Linked DNA regions of Mus musculus: region 2 is linked to region 1. Evidence: chromatin contacts called from public promoter capture Hi-C data. All regions are on one chromosome and are shown on one strand. Each heading gives the region's core, a stretch centred on a gene start, on an enhancer-like site or on the middle of the called end of the contact. The rest is flanking DNA. Distances are from core to core; before and after follow the strand shown. Region 1 holds the start of Fam43b (family with sequence similarity 43, member B). Region 2 holds the start of Emc1 (ER membrane protein complex subunit 1).

Region 1 (4,948 bases), core at 1,346-3,845:
CTCTAGGGGTTGGCTGGTGCCGTTTTCAGACAAAGCATATGTTGCTGCCTCCTCCCCTGACATTCCGGGGAAAGCTTCCAGCCAGCAAGCCACAAGCTGCAAGCCGGGGATCATGGGAGGTGGCTACCGACTCTTAAAGGGGGCATTTTCTGGGCCTTTCTCCTGTCCTTGGGCTATGTAATGACAATCTCACCCCCAGCAGGGCTGGCAAACACAACACAGGAGGGGTGACAGGCCTGAAAAAGCAGATTTACTTTATTTACAATGATCAGTAGATGACATAGATCTTTGGGTTTTGATGGCCTTGTGGAGACACCTGGGCAGGGCTCACCCCGGTCTCCTTGTTAGTACCTCCTCCTCCCTCAGCCTGCATGTGAGTCCAGCTGTGGTCGGGACCTGCTTGTTCTGAAAGCCTTGGCTTGTCTGGGACATGGGTCCTTACCTCCTTTGGAGGTTCCATCTTGGTCCAGGATGCAGGGTACTTAGGGTAGACCAGTTCTCTGTCTGCAGAGAGGGGATGAGCAGAGTCCTGTAGGGCAGCCAAGGCAGAGGCTTGGAGAGCTGCCTAGCAGGGCTGTTGCCTGTCGCACTCTGTCTTTTGCATGTAGACAGGCCCATCTCAGTCTCCTTTAGAGGTGTAGTAATTGTCCCTGTGTGTACGGGAGCCCTCCGTGGGGCTGGCCTCAGTTCTCCCCAACCAACCACCACACTTCCTTATCTGAAATCTCTCAAGGGTGGTTCTTATCATAAGGAATAAGAGACCAAGGGCAGGGTCATTACTCCTAACCTAGACTGGGTCGTGGGTACAACCCCCCCCCCAGGGGTTCCCTTTCTCCTAAGAGGCCGTTTTGGGACAAGAGCAGGTTGGTTCATCTGTGGGCAGAGACTTGGCATATAGCGTTGGGGGGCAATTCCACAGTGGTAGGCCAGGGAAACTCCCAGTGTGGGGACGTATGGACTCCTCTCCACCCCCCAAAAATTAAGGGCATATCCTACTTCACCCTGAGCTAGGATGAGGAGCAAGGCGACCATTACAGTGACCGCGAGGGCTGCAGGCCAGGGACCAGGGGGGCGGAAGCGGGCAGGACCGAATTGAACTCCAGGTCAGTCTCCTGGGCCGGGTCTAGGGCCCCGAGTCCTAGCCCTGCGCTCTCAGCGCGCCTGGCCCGCCCGCTCCCTGGAGCCGGCTTTCCAGCGGCGGGGCTGCGCTGGTGGCGGAGGTGCCGGGGCACCCCGCAGGCTGCACGTCCTCAGCTCCCGGGCCAGGCTGAGCACCTCGGGCCGTTCGCGCTGCAGGGCTCCTTCCTCGCTATCCCGGGTGTCCTCCTCCTCCGCATCCTCCTCCTCATCCTCCTCCTGGATGCTGCTGAGCCGCGGAGCTCCGCGACCGCGCTCGCCCGGCGGAGGCCGGTAAGCGCACTTGGCGTTGAGCAGGCGGCGCAATGGAGCCCGGGGTACCGAGGCGGCGGCGCCCCCCGCACGGAGATGCTGCTGGCGCACGTGGCGCGCATCGCTCTGGCGCTGCAGCCGCTTGAAGTCGCTGAAGGCCGCCAGCGCAGTCTGGTGGAGCAGGCGGGCCAGGGAGCGCGCCTTGTGCGCCCGCGCCAGCAACACAGCGTGGCAGCGCAGCACCACGGCCTTGTGGCGTGCCTGGTGGCGGTAGACCCAGGTGAAGACTCGCGGGTGGCGCCCATCCGCCGCGCAGTAGGTGATGCGCGGCAGCAGGTAGGCGTGCGCCGGTCTGCGGCCCCCCGAAGCCCCGGAGCTGCGTTCGCTCGGCTGCATGCGGATGCCGTGCGGACCCAGGGTCAGTTTCATCTTCGTGCCCCCTCCCGGCCCGCAGCGCGCCCAAATCCTGCCCACAGCGTCGTCGGTGCAGCCGTCGCCCTTGGCATGCAGGGTGACGGCGTTGCCCAGGTACCACACGGTGTAGGTGGGGTCCTCCTTGTTAAGCTCCACTTTCTGGCGCCGGCTGCGGAACACGCGGCCCAGACGCTCCAGCGGCCAGTCCGGTAGCAGGTCCGGGCAGGAGCGCAGGAAGCTGGAGAGCAGCGACGTGTAGGCGAGCCCGGGGCTCAGGCTCTTCGCCTTGCGCTTGGCCTCGTCCTCCACTAGCACGAATTTGTTCCGTCTCCAGGGCAGCATCGCGGCGGCCCAAAGGGCAGGGAGCGCGGGGAAGCTCACTTGGGTCCTGGAAAGGCCAAAGGCGCTCAGAAGCCCACCGCCCAGGACTTGCGACAAGCTGGGCGGCGGCCGAAGACAGTCCTTGTGAGAGATGCCCAGTATCCGGCGGGGCTGGCTTCGCAGATGCCCGGTGCCCAGCCAGGCTGTCCGCTGAGATGCCCGTGCGGCTGCTTGATCGGCTCGGAGCAGCTTCCCCCAGGAATGACTCCAGCCGTCTGGGAAGCAAGGAGGGACAGGGTTTGGAGCAATAAATGTCCCCAAGGCCCGACTATAGGGGCGATTGCCACTGTCCCTGCCGCCGAGTCAGTGGCAGGGACGTCTTTAGAGCAGGGTCTGGTGGTTGCTGGATGAGGTGGACCAAGAGCACCGCTGCGGTGGGGACTCCTTCAGGCGTCGCGACTCCACCTCCCTTGGCTGCCTGCATCACCGGGCGGTACCGCTAGCTCTCTTGTCCCCTCCCTCTCCCCCGCCCCCTCCGCGCAGACTCGCGCTTCCCAAGACCCAGCACAGGCGCGTTGGAACTGTTTTAAGCTTTATCATTGGAAGGATGAAGAATAGAGGGGCAGCGAAGGAACGGGAATCCCCTAAAATATTGCGGAGGGATTTACGAATGTAAATTTCTCCAGCTTCACTGGTGGACTCCGAGTTCCCAGGGAGAGCCCCTTCTCTTTCTAGGGTTCCCGCCTGCTGTCCCTCACCCACAGAGCGTTCCTACCCGCATCTCTCCTCTCTGAAAGCAGAGATTTGGGGTGGGTTCCTGCTGGGGTTTGGTGCCCTTTGCCTCTTCTGTGCACAGCATAAAGCCAGCTGAGGTGGCCGAGAGCAGAGCAGTGGAAAAGTACTGTCTTTTAGTGAAGCTTTCTCCCAGGTTCCTCCAAGGTCGTGGACTAGGCCGCTTCCCCTGAGCTGAGAGACTGACTGGTCGGTCACACCACCACACCAGCAACCGCTGGTGGTCAGGACAGAATAGGGGAGAAGATTCTTGATGGTGGGAAAGGGTTTCCAGAGCAGACCTGAGACTTGTGGGAACTGCAGCAGGGAAGCTCTCCCTCTGGTCACAGTGCAGCCTCTGGCTCTTTGAAGATTAGACAGATAATGTCCTATCTGCAGAGACCGACTTTGGAGTTCCCAAGTGCTTGGCATTCGCGATCTCCTCAAATCCTTCAGACAAGGCAGTTCAGGCTCATGTGGTTGGAAGGAGATGGGTCACTCAGAACCTAGTGACCCCAGAGCTGGCCCTCGCCTTCTCTCTTCCCTCCAACCTTTGGCCATTCTGCATAGAGTCCAGGCACTTGTCTCCATCCTCTGGGGAGGGGCTCTAGAGTCCTGAAAAAACAAACCAAAACCAAACCAACCAAACAAACAAAAACCAGCCCTATGTCAGGACACACAGTTAGTTCTCTGAGTTTAAGCCTCAGGCTTCCAGACTTCCTGGACTGTTCTTATGTGGGCCCCAGGTCCCACGGCTTTAAGGCTCTCTATTGCCAACACGAGTTAAAAGTTGGGTCCTGAGCTGGGCGTGGTGGTACACACCTTTAATCCCAGCACTTGGGAGGCAGAGGCAGGAGGATTTCTGAGTTCGAGGCCAGCCTGGTCTACAAAGTGAGTTCCAGGACAGCCAGGGCTACACAGAGAGACCTTGTCTCGAAAAACCAAAAAAAAAAAAAAGGTGCTGGAGTGATGGCTCAGTGGTGAAGAGCACCGACTGCTCTCCCAGAGGTCCTGAGTTCAATTCCCAGCAACCACATGGTGACTCACAACCATCTGTAATGGGATCTGATGCCTTCTTCTGGTGTGTCTGAAGAAAGCTACAGTGTATTCGTATAAATAAAATAAATGAATCTTTTTTTAAAAAAAGGCTTAATTGACATGAATTACTGATAAGCAACAGCTTGTTGTTGTATTGCTTTGTCTTGAGGCAGGACTTACTATGTAGTCCTGTCTGACCTGGAGTTCTCTTTCTAAAGCCAGCTGCCCCAGAACACAAAACTCTAAAAACTGGGATTTAAGGTAGCCAGCACCATTCCTGGCTGAAAAACACTTATTTTGGTTTTGGGTTTTTTTTTTTTTTTTTTGGGTGGGGGGTGAGGCTGTGTTAATCGACTATAGAGACACAAGTCTTTAATCTCAGCACTTGGGAAGCAGAGGCAAGCAGATCTATGTGAGTCCTAAGCCAGCCAGGGCTACATAGAGAGACCCTGTTTCGGGGGGGGGGGAGTGTAGGTGGGAGCAAGATAAGAAAATAGAAGAAAGAATGCTCCAAATATCATCTGCCTTTTGTCTGGCAGCTCCTGCCTGCCAGAGACCTTAAGATGGAGGAATTGCAAGAAGAGGCTGCACATGGAGAATGCCCCTTCCATTCCCAGCCGGGCTCGGCTTCCTTTGTGCCATGGGTGTGGCTTCTGTTCCTGCTGCCTTTAAAAAATATTCCAGGATGTGCCTGCCCATCTGGGACCATATGGAATCACAGCAAATGCAATGCTTTGAAGGAAAAGAAAAAAATACTTTTTTTTCTTTTTAAGATGTATTTCTTTATTTTATGTACGTGAGTACACTGTAGCTGTACAGATGGTTGTGAGCCTTCATGTGGTTGTTGGGAGTTGGATTTTAGGACCTTTGCTTGCTCCAATTAACCCTGCTTGCTCTGCTTGCTCTGCTCGCTCAGTCTCTGCTTGCTCCGGCCCAAAGATTTATTTATTATTTTACATAAGTACACTGTAGCTGTCTTCAGACACTGCAGAAGAGGGTGTCAGATCTCATTAAG
Region 2 (4,948 bases), core at 965-3,464, 960 kb after region 1:
CACACACACACACACACACACACACACACACACACACACACACAGGAACAAGCAAGCACTTACCTCTTCTATCAGGTTCTGCTTCAGTTCCAAGCCTTTCTTGGCAGTTTTTGTTAAAGAAACTAAAAACCAAGAAAAAGAGATGGTGGCAACTGTGAGTGTGGATGCTCTGGAGACTAATTCTGCTTCCCTCTTTGGAGGCTTGGCTAAACTAAGCCAGTGTGACAGAGGCAGCAATGGACAGTCATTCCTGGCATTCAAGGCTGACAGAGCGTTTGCTTTCCTAGCAATCTTGGACCCTAAGATCCCTAAATACATCCCCTGCCATAAACAAAGTGCCCTTAGTTCCTTGGGCCGACTGTTGCATTTATTGCAGTATTACCATACTCAATATTCCTGCGGATAGAGCGCTGTCTGTGGGATTCCCAACCTGCTGGCCAAGGTGGGGCTATGGAATGACAGGGACCAACTCTTCCTTTTGTAAAAACCACAATCTTGCTACAAAGCTGTTTAGGCTGGCCTTAAACTCAAGATACAGTTCCTTACTTCTGTCTCCTAAGTGGAGGGATTCCAGGCATGTACCACGTCATCCTGTTGGGACCTTATCTTTCCTATTCTGTTATATACCTACACTTCATTTTTGTAATCTGAACCCAAGACTACAGCAACGCTGGGGAGAGGGCAGATGGGGGACACAACCTCTACTGAAAAGTGACCCAGGCTCTATCTGTCCTACTCCCAAGAGTTCCCGGCCTTTGCTTACATCTGTCCAGGGCTCCTTCCAGACCCTAACGACTCTATAAGAACTTACTAAAACATCAGCTATAATGCCCTGGGTGTCCCCAGGAGCCGATATGGCCCATTCATCTACCCTGCCTGCCACTCACAGTCCCTCTTTACAAGGCACACAGTCACACCCAGCCAGTCATTCCCGGACTCTCCACCGCTAGGATTCTGGTGCGACTTAGCATGCTGCAGGTGGTTGCTGGCCTTGCTGCCTTCATATTCTCTGTGCTATCAAGGGACCCTTTCAAAGCAAAGCCACACCAAAGGCTGGGTCTTTTCCTCTAAGCCCACTTTGTTCACTATGGCCACACTGGCTGTCCCACAATATGTTAATCACACCACAGACCCCTTTCATTTTGTGTTCCCTCTATTCCAAACGACCTTCTCTAACCGCTGAGAGTTTTCCTGACAACATTATGCAAAACACTATCACTCCCACCTGCTCCATACTCCACTTGGACTACCTGACACATTATACTGACTTGACAGGGGTATAGGAGACAGACAGACAGACACACACCCCTAACTAAGGTGGTGAGTCTGATGAAGCCGGACCCTTTTTGTTCAACTGTCTTGTCTTCTAACACCCACAAAAGCGCCAGCCCGCTAGCTTGATGTAGTGGCTCAGTATGGAATCCTAGTATTTGGGGCCAAGGCAGACAGTTGGAAGAGTTCAAGGCCCCAGCAATAAATAGACAAACAAAACATGCAGTAGTCGAAACTGTAAAACCCCTATTTTCTTGAGATAATGAGACCGTCCTAAGCAAATCTGAGCTACATCGTCAAGATCCTCTCTCAAACACACACGGTCGCTCGCACATGCCAGGGGATGTAGACCAGTGCTATGTGGGTAGTGTTTGCCTAACAAGAGCGTACTTGGTTTAGTGATGCTGCCTGTAATTCCAGCAATCGGGAGGTAGAAGCAGCAAGGTTAGTTGTGTAAGACTATCCTGGTTGGCAAGTTCGAGGAGAGCCTGGGCTATGCGACTGCTGTCGGCCCGGACCAGTTTCCAGCTCTCTCGCTATCTCGGCCGGCCGAGCCTCTCGGAGAGGCCCCGGCGTCTCACCCGCGTCCCCCTCGCCCCCTTGACGCAGGCCCCCCGAACCTACCTTTCTTGTCTCGCTTGGATTTGGGCATCGCGGCAAAGGCACGTGCGGCGGAAGACTGGGCGGCCGGTTAGGACCCGGCTGCCGCGGGGGCTTATGGGACGGCGCTCGGGGCTGCCCCTCGCGTGTGCCTGAACTGTGGCGAGCCCTCTCTTCCCCGCCTGCGCTCCGCCCAGTGTCCTGAAGGCCACTTCTCTGCCCAGGTCCCGGGTCCCTCCAGTCCCGGCGGCTTCCGAGTCCCGAGCACTCCACCAAGTCCCTCGCGAACCGGTTCCTCTCTATGGCTCTGCGGAGGGAGGGGCTTGAGGCCCGGTGCATGCCGGGCTGGCGGCAGGCGGTGCTTGGGCTTCAATCATGGCGGTCGCGGTGGCGTCTGGGTTCTGGATCTGGGCTGCTGTGCTGCTCGTCCCTGCGGCCGCGGTCTACGAAGACCAAGTGGGCAAGTTTGACTGGTGCGTACAGGTGACGCTTCTCCAGGACGTCGGTGTTTGCTTCCTCAGCATCTGTCTCCCTCCTGCTAATCTGAAGGAGATTTGCTATGGAGCCGAACCCAGACTATAACTTAACGGGGGTGCGGGAGGGTGCTTTCAGGGAGAAGTGAATGAATGAATGAATGCTGCACCCTGTGCAGAATGACAATGTGAGAGTCTCCTCTTCAGATATGAAGAGTCGTAAGATGTCAACCCAAGAGCTTTATGTTAAGCATGGAGGGAGCTCTTTAAGCCGCCCTGTGTGTGACGGTGCAGATTGCTCCGCAGTGAAGGCAGGCTTTAAGGGTTTTGGTCAGAGGTCACTAGTTCCCTCCTTTCCTGTCATGTCCGATTTTGTGGCTGTCAGGTTTGTGATCTTCTGGGTCCCAGGTCACTAGCCCCAGTGAACTTTAAGCCTGAAACTAGCTGGTGTCACTTAGTCCACTTGTCTCACAAGTTCTAAAGTGAGCCTTTTCCTCTGAGGGACTCTCTGGGTGCAGTGTGGCCTCTCCCTCTCCAAACTGACATTCGTTCGCTCACCCCTTCCTTCTGACTGTGCTTATTTCAGATTGAATAAGCATTTGGCTACTTATCAGTTGTATGCTTCTGGGGAAATTGACAGACAACTAACACACACACACACACACACACATACATATGTATTTTTTTTAAAGGTGTTCATTTTGGGTCCTGGTCCCAACAATCATTAGCCTATCTGGACTTTGGTGGCTCACAGCCATCTGTAATGGGATCTGATGCCCTTTTCTGGTGTGTCTGAAGACAGTGACAGTGTACTCACATACATAAAATAAATAAATAAATCTTAAAACAAAACCAAACCCCAAAGCCGGGCGTGGTGGCGCACGCCTTTAATCCCAGCACTCGGGAGGCAGAGGCAGGTGGATTTCTGAGTTCGAGGCCAGCTTGGTCTACAAAGTGAGTGCCAGGACAGCCAGGGCTACACACAGAGAAACCCTGTCTCGAAAAACCAAAAAAAAAAAATCAAACCCCAGAAGCTCCTTTAAAACAAACTAGGCTAAATAACACAGTGGTCTAAATGAGAGATGTCATCTAAATGCCAGGCTCAATCAGTGTGCCTCAGACAGCAGCATTTCCCCATTGCAACAGTGTGCAAGCCGTGCCCCTGGAAGTCTGTTGCCGCTAAAAATTAATTAGGCCGAGGACTCTGGGGTGTTGCCTGAGTAGGTAGGTGTTACATTTAGCTGGCAGACTGGTATTGTCTCCCATGTATATGGTGGCAGTTCTCTCCTGCCTTCTTTTGCTTCTGAGTACGTTGCACAGAACTCTTGCGTATGCTCGGAGCTCTTCATTAGCACGCACTTCTTGCGTGTGCTGAGGGAGATGTGCTGGTGTGAGGCAGCAGTTTGTCTTCGTGCCCTGACGTTCCCCTGCACTGGTCCTCAGGAGACAGCAGTATGTTGGGAAGATCAAGTTTGCCTCCTTGGAGTTTTCCCCTGGATCCAAGAAGTTGGTTGTGGCCACAGAGAAGAATGTGATTGCGGCGTTAAATTCTCGGACTGGAGAGATCTGTGAGTGAACTGCGGAGACCAGAGGCTTCTGGGAAGGAAGCTGACTGGGTGCATCTGAGCGACCCGTGGCTTGCCTTCTTTTTATGTTCTCTAGTCTTGTTGTCTTTCACTGGGTAAATTTGTCGCACTGCCTTTGTAATTCCTTCCCTCTGTCCTGAAGGCCTTTAAGATAGCACTGCAAGCCGGGCGTGGTGGCACACGCCTTTAATCCCAGCACTCGGGAGGCAGAGGCAGGTGGATTTCTGAGTTCGAGGCCAGTCTGGTCTACAGAGTGAGTTCCAGGACAGCCAGGGCTACACAGAGAAAGCCTGTCTCGAAAAAAACAAAAAACAAACAAACAAACAAAGATAGCACTGCAGAAGCTACATTCTATCCTGTTTTGCAGTGAAGCCTTAGCCGACTACCCTTGAATTATCCCTGCTGCTGGGATTGTTTGTTAGATAATGCTGTGCAAATGAAGGCCTCAGCCCCTTCCTGGTCACAGTGGCTCTGGCTCGAAGCAATGTCTGACTTTCTTATCTCTCAGTGTGGCGCCATGTTGACAAAGGCACAGCAGAAGGAGCTGTGGATGCCATGCTGGTCCATGGACAAGGTAAGCAAAAGGTCTCCATTGTAGGCTCAGCCCCGACTCCCATTTCTGGGTTCTTTGCTTAGTGTGGGTCTGACGGGGAAGGGAGGAGAGGTACTTCTGACAGCGAAGGAAGCAGGGTACCTGGTTAATGTCTGTTTACAATCATGAGCTGGAGGCGGGCTCATGCCGCAACTGAGCAGCTTTTGAAAATGGCAGTGGACTTTCTCTCTTCCAGATGCAATCACTGTATCCAACGGAGGGCGCCTCATGCGTTCCTGGGAGACCAACATCGGGGGCCTGAACTGGGAGATAACTCTGGACACTGGCAGGTAGGGAAGAAGTGGGGCGTCATGGAGGCTGAGGGAAGGGACCTGCATAGACAGCAAAGCTGGGCGTCATGGTAGCTGAGGGGAGGGACCTGCATAGACAGCAAAGCTGGGCGTCTTGGTGGCTGAGGGGAGGGA

Evidence for each region. Promoter capture Hi-C pulls out the DNA fragments that hold promoters and counts their contacts.
Region 2: a promoter capture Hi-C map of hippocampal neurons shows a contact between it and region 1, with 2.6 times the contacts expected there. The contact joins the promoter of Emc1 here to the promoter of Fam43b in region 1.

What each region holds. Positions count from the first base shown.
Region 1 is chr4:138,393,863-138,398,810 of GRCm38.p6, forward strand. Fam43b (family with sequence similarity 43, member B) reads right to left here and starts at 2,596. Exons shown (of 1, transcript NM_001081672.2): 1 at 230-2,596. The coding sequence starts at 2,145. The coding sequence ends at 1,153.
Region 2 is chr4:139,350,373-139,355,320 of GRCm38.p6, forward strand. Emc1 (ER membrane protein complex subunit 1) reads left to right here and starts at 2,215. Exons shown (of 24, transcript NM_146157.4): 1 at 2,215-2,345; 2 at 3,789-3,913; 3 at 4,440-4,505; 4 at 4,720-4,813. The coding sequence starts at 2,248. It overlaps Mrto4 (mRNA turnover 4, ribosome maturation factor), which reads right to left and starts at 2,204. Exons shown (of 8, transcript NM_001290810.1): 1 at 1,897-2,204; 2 at 64-122. The coding sequence starts at 1,924.